2 separate regions of the Mus musculus genome follow, and region 2 is linked to region 1. Evidence: chromatin contacts called from public HiChIP or PLAC-seq data. All regions are on one chromosome and are shown on one strand. The core of a region is the stretch at or near the end of the contact, and the rest is flanking DNA. Distances in the headings are between cores, read along the strand shown. Region 1 overlaps Gm32611 (a long non-coding RNA gene). Region 2 overlaps Grik3 (glutamate receptor, ionotropic, kainate 3).

The links. HiChIP or PLAC-seq counts read pairs in DNA pulled down with a chosen protein or histone mark.
Region 2: an H3K4me3 HiChIP or PLAC-seq map of embryonic basal ganglia shows a contact between it and region 1, with 4 times the contacts expected there. The contact joins two enhancer-like sites. A contact is called at or near these places in 1 of 115 datasets of contacts at active chromatin or transcription factors (embryonic basal ganglia) and 1 of 9 other capture datasets (embryonic stem cells).

The regions. Positions count from the first base shown.
Region 1 is chr4:125,191,067-125,197,098 of GRCm38.p6, forward strand. The region is part of intron 2 of Gm32611 (a long non-coding RNA gene); the gene reads left to right. Among named protein-coding and RNA genes, the nearest start is that of Gm40244, 24 kb to the right of the region's middle. Within about 2 kb of position 3,430, at least 21 of the 459 cell types and tissues checked have an H3K27ac peak or open chromatin away from gene starts, as enhancers often do. A contact at or near this core is called in embryonic basal ganglia, where this site is marked.
Region 2 is chr4:125,700,335-125,706,366 of GRCm38.p6, forward strand. Grik3 (glutamate receptor, ionotropic, kainate 3) reads left to right here. Exons shown (of 16, transcript NM_001081097.3): 14 at 3,999-4,221; 15 at 4,621-4,871. Among named protein-coding and RNA genes, the nearest start is that of Gm40249, 130 kb to the right of the region's middle. Within about 2 kb of position 2,782, at least 80 of the 459 cell types and tissues checked have an H3K27ac peak or open chromatin away from gene starts, as enhancers often do. A contact at or near this core is called in embryonic basal ganglia, where this site is marked.

The DNA of each region.
Region 1 (6,032 bases), core at 2,180-4,679:
ACCGTTCTGCCTGGGCCTGGCCTCCAGCCTCTAGCGTTGGCATGAGCTGACAGGTTGAGCTTCAATCACGTGGTGTCAGGACCTTCTGGGCCCTCCTGGTAGGTGGATGGGGTCTGACACAGCTCATTCTCCCAGCCCTGCCTGCCAGGAGAGGCAGCAGCTTCCTGAAAAGAGGATCTCAAAGCCAGCTCACACCGCCCGCCCGCTCGCCTCGCCTGGCTCGGGCTCCCTCCTGACAGCCCCAGGCTGGCGGCAGATGGCTCGGCTTCTCAACTGCAGAGGAGGTGCTGCAGCATCAGGAGCTGATGAAACTTTGAGTTTCAGAGGCTGAGGGGCAGGTGTCGGTGGGTGGGGCTCCACTTGATTAAACCCCTCTCCACTGGCTTCCCAGGAGTGGGAAACACAGAAGCCTAAAACAGGGTCGGGTCTGCCTGCCCCAACTCAAGGGGACTTCTGAGGCAAGCCATCTCTGGCCTCAATGCCTCATTTGAACAACGGGGAACAGCAGTCTTTGAGGAAGTGGGAGAAGGAGAACTGGACTCCATTCTGCGTAAGAGTGAAGACTTAATGGTTGCCAGTATGAAGTCCAGTGGTAGGAGCTATGGGCATGTTATCCACTCAACAGATACCCATTGTGTCTACACAGTGTTCAGTGCTGTTTGAGCAAAGCCGTGTGAAGCCAAACAGCTCTTCTAAGCACTTTCTGTATACAGTAGTCCTCTCTTTTTATGGCTTGGTTTCCCTGCAGTTTTGCTTCCATGGGGTATCTGGTGTGGCAGCACGTTCCTGAAATCCCAGCTCTTGGAAGGGTGAGAGCGGGGACGCAGCACTCTGAAAATATCTCTTACATTCTCAGAGACTGGCGCTTTTGCTGGAGTGCCTCGGATTTCGCATGTAATCAACTTTTATAACCCAAGCCAACGCATAGCTGCAATTTTAAAGTGATATACTCTTCCATGTCTCTAACTTAGAGGGATGCACGTGTATTATTTGCTGAAAGTGGCAAATACAGAAGCTGAAAGCAACTGCCTACAATCTTCCATAAAAATTGACAGCATCCATTATGGATATTGGTTGGTAAACAATGATGTTTGTTTTCTGGGTCAGTTGGGATCAGTTGGAGCCAGCGACTTAATCCCATGTAAAACTCTGATGAAGACTTCTGTAAAGTACTGATTTCTTCCCCATGTTTTCTGTGCAGTTCAAGAAATACTGAGGAAAGCCCTTTGTTAGGGACAGACACACCACTCACAGGTGGAACAGACACACACACACAGTTCACACAACAGACAGAGCACACACACACAATTACACAGACAGAGATAGGCAGATACCACTCACATTCACACAGAAATATGCCAGACAGACAGACAGACAGATACGTGGGCAAACACCACTCACACAGATAGACACAGCACCAACAGACAGATAGACAATATAGATTATACAACAGACAGAACACACACACACACAGTCACACACACACACAGTCACACAGAGATAGACAGATGCCACTCACATACACACATACACATCTACTAGGCAGACAGACACATCACACACACACACACAGTCACACAGACAGGGATAGATGCCACTTACATACACACAGACACATCTACCAGGCAGACAGACACATTACACACACACACACACACACACACACACACACACACACACGATAGGCAGACATAGCTCCTACAACAGATAGACACACACACAAACTCAGGGAGAAGGAGATTCACAGAACTGCCTCCAGGCAGGCACAGGTTCAGACCCGGGAAACAGGACAAGAAGATGGAAGTCACAGGGATCATGACATAGAGAATTCAAACCTGGACTCACTTTAATTTCTCTCCTTAAATGGGACACCTATGAATTATTGTTGACTTGGAATAAATTGCTAATGCTCATAGACTGTGTAGGCGAGGATAGATCAGAAACAGGGTTGGCCTCCTAGGCACAGCAAGTGTTAAGATGAGCCAGGTCTCTGTGAGACCCTGTGTCAAAAAACAAAACAAAACAAAAAGACAAAAAACAAACAAACAAAAAAACCCTCAAACCACCACCACCAACAACAAAAAACCCCAAACCAACCACCACCACCAAAACCCACAACAGCATCAACTAAGAGTTATTTAAAGATTTATTTGTGTGTGTGTGTGTGTGTGTGTGTGTGTGTGTGTGTGTGTTTACCTATAGAGGCCAGAAGCAATGTATCCCCTAGAGCTGGAGTTGCAGGTAGCTGTGAACTACCTGACATGGTGCTGGGAACTGAACCTGGGTCCTCCGCCAGAGTAACACACTCTTAACTGAGCCACACTGAGCCACCTCTCCAGTCCCTGAAGAATTAATTCTAACAACAAGTTTTAAGGTGGGTACTATTCTACTTCTTATTTTATAGGTGTCCAAAAAGAATGAGACACAAAGAGACTGAGTGGTTTGCACAAGGTCAAACAGTTGGTGGACACCCACTTCTGGACCTGCTCGCCTAAGTGGAGCTCTGGAGTTTATATTCTTAAACCTCACGTGCTGCACACATGAATGAACCTGACCTGAGAGCCTTACTAGCTACGTGGAGGGAGACTGTGTATCCACTACAGGGCAGGGGATGTAGCTCAACTTGCAGAGTGCCTGCCTAGCATGCACAAAGCCCGACGTGACATCTTCAGCATGGAGCAGACTGGATGGGGCGCATGTCTGTAATCCCAGCACTTGGGAGGTGGAGGTGATTGGGTCAGGAGTTCAAGGTTGTCCTACAGTTTTAAGACCAGCCTGGGAGCGAGACCTTGTCTCGAAAACCAAAACCAAAACCAAAACCCAAACCAACTTGATTACATATATACATAAATATATACATATATACATACTGCTTGCAAATATATACATCCCTGAATATGTATGTGTATAAAATGTGTCTTAGTTTGCTGTAAGGGTTGTCTCGGTAATACACAAATACCCTGGAACGGAGATTAACTAGAAGAGAGAACACTCAGACCACAAAGTTATAGTAGTCAGTTCTTATGGGGGTAGCCCATTTTCCAGGTGAATATAGTGAGGCTTTGAGAGGTTAAACAGGGAGCCGGAAAGGACTGGACAAGCTACTTGGATTCAGAGGAATGACGTTGGTTAGCTGTCACCTTGATCCTTGCTCTGAGCCTCACTGTGCTGACTTTGTTCGGGAAATATTCTTCCTGTCTCTCACAGGGCTGAGGGTGTGGTGAAGCAGCTCTTCATGGGCCTGACCTGGCTCTTTGTGCGGAAGCACTGAGAGGAAACTGCCTTTGTCTATGACTCTCTTCTTGCCAGCCTTTGGAGTCTGGTGTGTGCACAGGTGTAGCATAGGCACCCATGTGTGTGTGCCCGTGCGTGTGTGCCTGTGCATGTGTGTGTGTGTGTGTGCGCGCGCGCACGTGGGTGTGCTTGTGTGTGTGGTGTGCGCATGCTCATTCTCCTGCTCACTCATGTGTGATGGTGCGTCTGCCTCCTTCTCCTCCCTCAGTCTCCTGCTCACACAGATCAACTTGACCTTTCATTAGGTCACTTCATAATTGATGGAAATGTCCCAGGCACCTTCTCTTAACGCCAGGGCGATTATGACAATTATGATGATTATCAAGGAGAGAGAGAGAGAGAGAGAGAGAGAGAGAGAGAGAGAGAAGAGAGAAGAGAGAAGAGGGGAAGGGGCTGGGGACTGGGGGGTGGTGTTGTTCGGGAATTGCAGGAGAGCCAGGCAGTGCCGTCATTAAGAGACATTGTGTAAGATTGTTCCCCCTTCAAAAGGCAGCTGTGAAAGGAGAGAGTGTCTTTTTTTTCTTTTTTTTTTAAAAGGCCCATTATGCAGGCAGCACGGGGTGTATAGTGCTGGCGGGAGGACCGTGGGGTGTAATTAGGGCAGTGACAGCTAGAATTACCCAGTTGTCTCCACTACGGTGCCACCTCTCTTGGGTAGGAGTCGGAGTCGGAGCAGGAACAGGTAATGGCTAGGAAGCCCTGGACCCTTGCCAGGAAGGCAGGGCCCTTTGGTGAGCCAGGGTGACCTAGGATTGAGCAGAAGGGACAGGGGAGCGGTGGGGTACCACAGCTATTCATCTCCAGACCAGGGAGGTGGCCTCTGATTTTTAGAAATCTTTTATGACGGCTCACCGCCCCTTCCAGGCTTTTCCAGCATTCTCACCCCAACAGGGAGCTGGCAAAGGAAAGCCAATTGTGTGGAAAGAGGAGGCGGATAAATCATTTCCCAGCCTCCCAGCTCAGGGGCCCTGGCTCATCAGCAGGAGGGACAGCCTCAGCTTCTTGCTGGTCTGTCCTGTCCCTGTCCCTGTCCCTGCCCTGGTCTCTGCCCCTGGCGGGCCAGGCTGTGGCTTATCCACAGTGCCAGCTTCTGCCTCTCTGGTCCACTCAACACTGCAGAATGTTGGACAGGCAGATAGAAATGATTGCTACTCCAGTCCTTTCTAGTCTATGATAGAATGACTAGTGACTCAGTTTCCCCTGTTTGCTTCTGACTCAGAGCTTCCCTCTGGACCAACCTCAGCCTCTCCTTGAATGCCCTCCCCTTCTCCCAAGTTGTCTGGGATAAAACCCCGCCATTTAGTGTCAGTTTGAACTTGGAGCCGACGTCTTTGTCCCTCGGTTGGGTTTTTCCCACCTGGAGCGAGAGGATCCTAACTGTCCTAGTGCAAACAGACTGCTCTGAGAATTACACAGGACACTGCACACATGTCTTTTTTCCTTCACTTTTGAAGAGTGCTCTCTCTATGTGCCCTGGGAAGGATGCAGACTGGTGATCCACCTGCCTCAGCTTTAGGAGTGTTGGATCCATGTGCCCACCTCAAAGGTAAATTTTCCTTGAGGTCAGTCCCTATGAATCTTCTGCAAAGATGACCCTTTCTTGCAGAGAACTGGAATCAGGACGCTTCTCCCGGGATCCCGACTTGGCCTCCTAGGGCCGCCTGCTTGAGCTTTCTTCACTGTGTATGTACCCAGTGCCTGCAGCATGCCAGCTGTTACATGGGGCACAGCCATGCCTGCAGAGCATTGCACAGGGAATTCTTGGCCCCTTGAGCCTGGCTTGTTCAGAGCCTTGCCTCATCCTCAGGCTAGATGCTCTGTTAGAGAATGCACAGTAGAGAAGGGTTACCTCCCATCCCCCAGGGCATGATCTTCTTTAAGAACAAATGGGGAAGCTGCTATTTGGTAAGGAGTGGATGGTGGGGACCTGAGGGCCGGAACTTTGTTCTGCTTCGGGGAGTGGCCAAATAAGGAGAGGTTTAGCACCTTAGACCCTAGGTCACTGGTTTGGGAATAAGCAAGAACTTCCCTCCATGTCCACGTTCCAGCACCAAACAAGCTTTAGCCCAAAGGCCACCAGGTCACTGCTATCCATCAGAGCAGACTTTAAAAGTTATTATTACTTAATAATAAATCTTAAACTTTAAACAGGCAGAGCCAGAACCTCAGTTTCCTGGAACCCATTGCGCTGTTGTTTAGATAAGTTTAAATGAGCTGTGATTAAGCTAATTTTGAGGTAATTAACTTGGGGAAGGAATCCTTCACTTCTTAAAATTCTAAGTGACTGTTCACGGTGAGAGGGAGCCCTCTCGGAGCAGTCTCGTGGCTTTCAGGAGTCCTGCTTAATTAAAACGTAAGGAGCTCAGCCACAGAGCAGGAGTTTAACGTCATTAATGAAAAATGAATATTCTTTATCTAATTACACAGCATAATTAATTGGAGTCTCCAACCACAGAGGGGGAGGAGGGCAGGGGAAGTCACAAGAAGGCAGTCTCCTGCTCCCAGACACCTCAGGAAGGCTCAGGCCTGCTGCCCGAGTCCTTTGAGGTCTCATGGAAAGCCAGAACCTCCCTGGTGCTGGATGCCTGTGCCCAGAGCAACTACATTGTCGTTGATGGCTCCCAGTCACCTGTGATTACCTGGGGTGTCTTTGGTGGCAGTTGAAGCCCGTGTCAACCAGCCCAGCCTTCTCTCTTTGTACATTCAACACATTTATTGAGTACTCTTGTTCTAGACTG
Region 2 (6,032 bases), core at 1,532-4,031, 510 kb after region 1:
TGTTTATATATGCATATATAGCCCCATATACATTCTCTTGTACAGAAATGTTAAATTCTCAAGATTAAGTGTCTTCAGTTGGGGAAAAATCAATTCACTTCTTTGAGGAGGCTGAAATGGTAGCGGCGTGAGCCTGGAACTTCCTTTCTTGCCAATTTTTCCTGTTAAAAAAAAAAGAAGCATCGTCCTCCTGGCAGATCGCCCTGTGCTGGCTGCTCCAAACGATTCCATTAATTGATTTAGGTGACTGGCTCTGCAGTCATCCTTATTAAGGCTCCCACCAGAGCCAGGACAGACAGATGAGTCCGGAGCCATTGGTATGTGGGACTCCACTCCCCAAGGAGGTGACAGCAATGGTGAGGGGGCCCACGGAGATGAGGGGGGACTTTGCTTCTTTCTGTGTCAGGGGGTTCAGGGTTGTGTTCCAGAATCACTGAACTGTTTGAGGAGACTGTGGGCGGGGTTTTGACAATGGGGCCCAAGGTCTAGGTCAAGAACAGTAAGGGACATCCAAGGAAAGCAGGTTGCAGATCTCCTGTGACAGACAAAAAGCCAAAAACAAGACAAAACATAAAGAAGGCTGTGAGTTTGGAACCCTGCAACTGGAAGGTGGAATTCTTGAAATGTATGTCACAGCAGGATTCTTCCTAGTGTCATCTCCTCTCTTAACTGACCCATGCTCTCCGCTCTCCTGTGCCCTTCCTCGTTCCTTCATCTGCTAGTATCTTCCTCAAAACCTATCTGCCTCAGTACATTCTCCAGGCTCAACTGAACTCCCTGCGTCAGACTAAGATCTAATCAAGCATGTCTGTTGGCATCCTCAGGGGCTGCGGATAGGAGGAAAGGGAGGGTAGAGGGCCGAGTTGAGACAGACCGGTGTTCTGACCACACTCTCAGGCACAGGAGTAGGGCAGGCTCACAGAAAGGATTACTGACTATTTTTGCCAAGACTAGATGACTTTATATAGTTTCATGGGACAGTAAATGGAGATGCTGGGAGCGAGGGGGAAGTGGATGGGCAGCTATGGTTAGACAGGGAAGAAGATGGATAGATGGGCGTGCGGAAAAGGAACAGCTGGATAGAGGTTACAGGTTAGACGAAGAGTCAGGGAGTCAGCTGAATATCTAGTATGTAGACAGTGTGGGGAGGGAAAGCGAGCAGATGGTCCATAGGAGGAGGAAGGGGATGGATATATGCATGAGCGGGTTAGTGGGGTGGATAGACCAATGGACTGACAGGTGGCTGGACTGATGGCTACGCGCAGGTGTGGTGGGCACATGAGATGATTGGATGCATGTGTGCGTGCATGGATTAACAGCAGATGAACTAACAGGTAGATGCCTTAGGAGGGAAAAGAGTCTTGATGCCTCATCCAACCCTGGTTCCCACCTCCGTAGAAAACAACTTGGGGAGCAGGAGGAAGGAGTGGGAAAGCAGCTGAGGGACCGGAGTCTTTGAAGGGAGAAAAGCAGTTAGGTGGGAACAGCCAGAATGCACGCAGGTCTGAGGAGCAGTGTGTCTGGCCAAGTGGAGACGGTTGGACTTGGATAATTTGATTACAGGAATCGCTGGAGTTTGTGTTTATCTGTACACGCAGCTCTTGTGGAACACGGGTGTGAGAGGGTATTAGTTATCTATTGCTTAGCAAATTACCCCAAAGTTCTTAAAACAACATCTGTCACTTGGCAGCTTGGTGGTCAGGAGTCAGTGGAGTTTCAGAGCCCTCTGGCCTGAGGCTCTTCACAGGCTGTGATCCAGCCATCAGCCAAGACTGTGGTCATGAGAGCATGCTCAGTTCCCCTCAGGTCGCTGGACTGAGTAAGAGAAGTACTGTGTACTGAGATTTGACAAAATGCTGTCCTCTGTCACTTGCATGGGGAGCTCTTCTTAAGCAATTCGGTGTGACAGTACTGTCACCAGCACCTGAGAGAAGACTTGAGGAACACACAAGGGAGAGGGAGACAAAGTCTTGTCACTCAGAGGTGCTATTCCACCCCTGCCAGAGAGTGATTCAAAAGCAGGCCCAAAGGTCCAGCCCACCCTCAGGAGGAGGAGGAGCCAGAACAAGGATGTGGCCGCAGGGAGACAGGAGTCACTAGAAATTGGGTAGTGCTAAGGATAGGAGCTTGCCAAGCAGGAAGAGGGGCCAAAGGAGCTGGCGGAGGAGAATCTGCATATCAGAAATTATCTGGAAAATGAGAAACATCTGGAGCATCCGAAAAACCAGGGATGAGAACCATCTCTGAGGGAAGAGGTGTTGGCGGGGGAGCACTTGGGGAGGAGCTGAGGTAGAAAGAGAGCTGGAAGGTGGCTGGCTACAAAGTTGGGCAGAAGGCAGGTGGCTGTGGGGGTAGGGCCGCTGAGAGCAGCAATGGCTGCCTACAAAAGTGGTTGGGTGAAGCCTAGAGAGCCAGGGCCATCAGAACCCTTTGTGCACCGGCTTTGAGGCACGTGAGTTTGCAGGCAGGGAACAACAGCTCTGTGAAAGGTTCCACGCCCTGAAAGTACTCAGTGACTCCATGCTGCTCTGATATTCATTCCTGTGCTGTGCTCCGTCCCTGGACCGTGCTGTGGACATCGGCCACCAGTTTCAGAGGGCCTATCCCATGCCAGAGCCCAGAAGCACCCAGAGAGAAGAAAATACATGTTCCTCTCGGGCTTCCTGCCCGCCTCTGGCAGCCATGGCCTGATTCCCTGCCCTTCCCCCAGGCCTGTGCCAGCCTGTGGGAGGGCACCCATCTTGTCACGTGTATCAGAGCTGGGCTGGGTGCCAATCATACAGGCTGACATCACAGAAAGCCACTTCCAGAGTAGGAAACAGCCGATACAATAGGGGCTCTCAGAGCCACCTCTTCCCCCAGGACTAAGGCAGGGCTGGTCTCTGTTGGGACCAGGCAGCTGGCATACATCAAGTTCCCAGGGTGGCTCATGCACACATAACACAACCGGGGCAGGCACAGCAGCCCACCCAACAGGCTGCCACCCCACCTATGGTCTCAGGCATGAAGCCGGCACAGGGACCTGCAGTCCACTACTCCCAGGAGCCTCACCCTTTTCTCTGCTTGCAGTTCCCACTGGGCCTCTCTCAGGACTGAGAACAGACCAGAACCATACTCAACTCCTCTCCTGACATAGAGTGCACAAAAGGGGGGCACAGCTTTGGAGTGAAGTGGGGAGACAAAGTCCACCGAGCTTTACCTTCACTTGTGCCCCCTAGTGGTTACTCGGATACAATGCAGCTGTGTGGGTAGGCACTTGGATTGTCTCCAAAGAGTCTGGATTTGAAGCCTGCCTCTACCATTTCATCTCTGGATAGCCTTGGGTGAATTGCTTAACAGTGTTTCAGCTTCCCCGTCTGCAAAACGGGCTGATAACACGTACTTCCTGTGATTTCGGCGAGTGAGTTCCTACAGCTAAGGCCCTTAGAACAAGACCTCTGCTTGTTAATTCCCTAACAGGTTTTGGAGAAAACTGATTTTGAGGAAGTCAGTCAGAGACAGGAGACTTTAGCTAGGTCGGCAGAGCATCTGCCTCTCATGTACATGAAACCCTGTTCAACCCCAAGCATCATATAACCCGGATGTGGTGACCCACCTGGGTTATATAATCCCAGCACTTGGAAGGCAGAGGCAGGGGTCAGAAGTCTAAAGTCATCCTCAGCTACCTAACGAGTTTGAGGCCAGCCTGGGCTAGCCTCAAACCTCTCTCAGAGTTTAATTAATTAGTTCCAAAGACTGTGCTATGGCAAAAATCCAGGGCTACCAGGGAGTGGGCCAGATTTTGGACCTCAGCGAACTGTGCCCAGCAACACCTCATGTCTTGGGCCTCGGTTTCTATACCCGTGCAGTGGCAGTGTTCCCTAACCCTACAGATTATACCCAGAGTTGGATATATGCAGAGTTGGAGCCATGCTGAGTGACTGAAGGGAGTGGAGCATGGGGGGGGAGGGGGGTTCTGTTTGCTTTGGTTTAAATATTCACATCCCTTTGCCACCCAGAAATCCAAGATCTCCACCTTTGAGAAGATGTGGGCCTTCATGAGCAGCAAGCCCTCGGCTCTGGTGAAGAACAACGAGGAGGGCATCCAGCGGACGCTCACAGCTGACTACGCCCTGCTCATGGAGTCCACTACCATAGAGTACATCACACAGAGGAACTGCAACCTCACCCAGATCGGTGGCCTCATCGACTCCAAGGGCTATGGCATCGGCACACCCATGGGTGAGCGAGCGGGGCACGGGGAGAGGGGTGCAGTGCAGACACGGGATCTTGAGTTCTTCCACCCTCCTCTTTGCACACAGTCCCCAGAGTCATTTCACGGAACCTGGGAAGGTGATGTTTCCTCAGGGGAGCAGAGGGATGGAGACACAATCCTGGCTTGGTCATCCCTGGCCTGTGAGGGCGGAGACAGCCTCTCCTTGCCCTCTCCTGGTTGATGCACCCACACACAGGGCCTCCCGGGGCCACAGGTTCTATGCCCAGTGAGTAAGGCCTCCCCACGAGATACCTTACCTGGACTTGAACAGGGTCCTTATTGAGAGAAATCCCTGTTGGAGGCTGGCAGAGGCAGCTCTAGTAAAGAGTCCCCACTGACAGCCCCCTCCCCCTCCCCCTCTGCAGGCTCCCCCTACCGGGACAAAATCACCATCGCCATTCTGCAGCTACAGGAGGAGGACAAACTGCACATCATGAAGGAGAAGTGGTGGCGTGGCAGTGGGTGCCCCGAGGAGGAGAACAAGGAGGCCAGCGCCCTGGGCATCCAGAAGATCGGCGGCATCTTCATCGTCCTGGCCGCCGGCTTGGTCCTGTCCGTGTTGGTGGCAGTGGGCGAGTTCATATACAAACTCCGCAAGACAGCGGAGCGGGAGCAGGTGAGGCCCTGGAGGAGGCTGCGTTGGACAGGGAAGGAAGGCAAGGACAAGACTAAGCTGGTTTCGTCCTCCCAAGGGAATGAACTCCCACTGTCTCATCTCACCATCCTGTCCACCATCCTGCATCCAGTCCACCAGGATCCAGCCGGCTCTCCTCTGTCCTGACAGCACATTTTTTTCCCATCACCCCCTGCTCCACTTGGTCCCAGGCCAATGTGCACTCACTGCAGCCCAAGCTATGCCCCAGCCTCCACACTGATGACACGCCTTTCTTTCTACCTAACCTGGAGGTAGAAGGCACCTGCTTCCATGTCTCCTATCCGGGTGGCCTCCTAAGCCTCTATCCTTTCTCTCCATGTTGGCCTGCCCCACTCCCCAGGCTGACTTCTCAGTGAGTGCCTCCTGCCCCCCACGGCTCTCCACCACCATCTATGAGCGCCATAGAAGCCAGTACCCTGTTTCAAACTTAATTCAAACCATGTCAGCTCCCTCCTTAAACCCCTAGGGTAATTGTCGAAGCTGGGTGACGGAGGCACAGGAGTTCATTATATTGTACAGTCTGCTTTTTGCATATATTGGGAAATTTCCATAATGAAAAGTTTAAAAAAGCAAAGTTCTGAGGGATGGCCCAAGTGTGCAAACAGTAAAGCTAGTCTTCCCCTGCCTGATTAATTCAAGCATGGTCGGTCAGGGCAGGAGCCCCGGGTCCTGTGGCAAATTAGAAGCATGGAGAGAGAGTTTTAAGTGCTAATACCCTGGCCTCACTCCCAGAGACTCTGTTTTAATTGGCCCATGGTGGAGCCTAACTCTAGAGTTTGCAGAAGGCCCACGGGGTGATTTAAGCGTGCACCTGAGCCAAGGGCCTTTGGGCTAGGGAATCGCCTCTCCCGGCAGAAGTTCAAAAGCATCCGGGCCCAGTGTGGTTGGTAGGAGCCTGCCGCTGGGTCACATGCAGTGGGCTCATTACAATCAGTGCCTGATGGATCCATCAAAATGAACTGGAGTTGTTTAACAACCAGCAAGGCTAAGTCAACCAAGAGAAGGGAGAGACAGCTCTGGCCGTGTGAGTTAGCCACTGCCTAAGAGAAGCCCGAAAAGATGCAATCCCAGAAGGCCACTTGAGGGGTGGGGGAGAAACCGAGTCTTTGAAACCATCTGTGC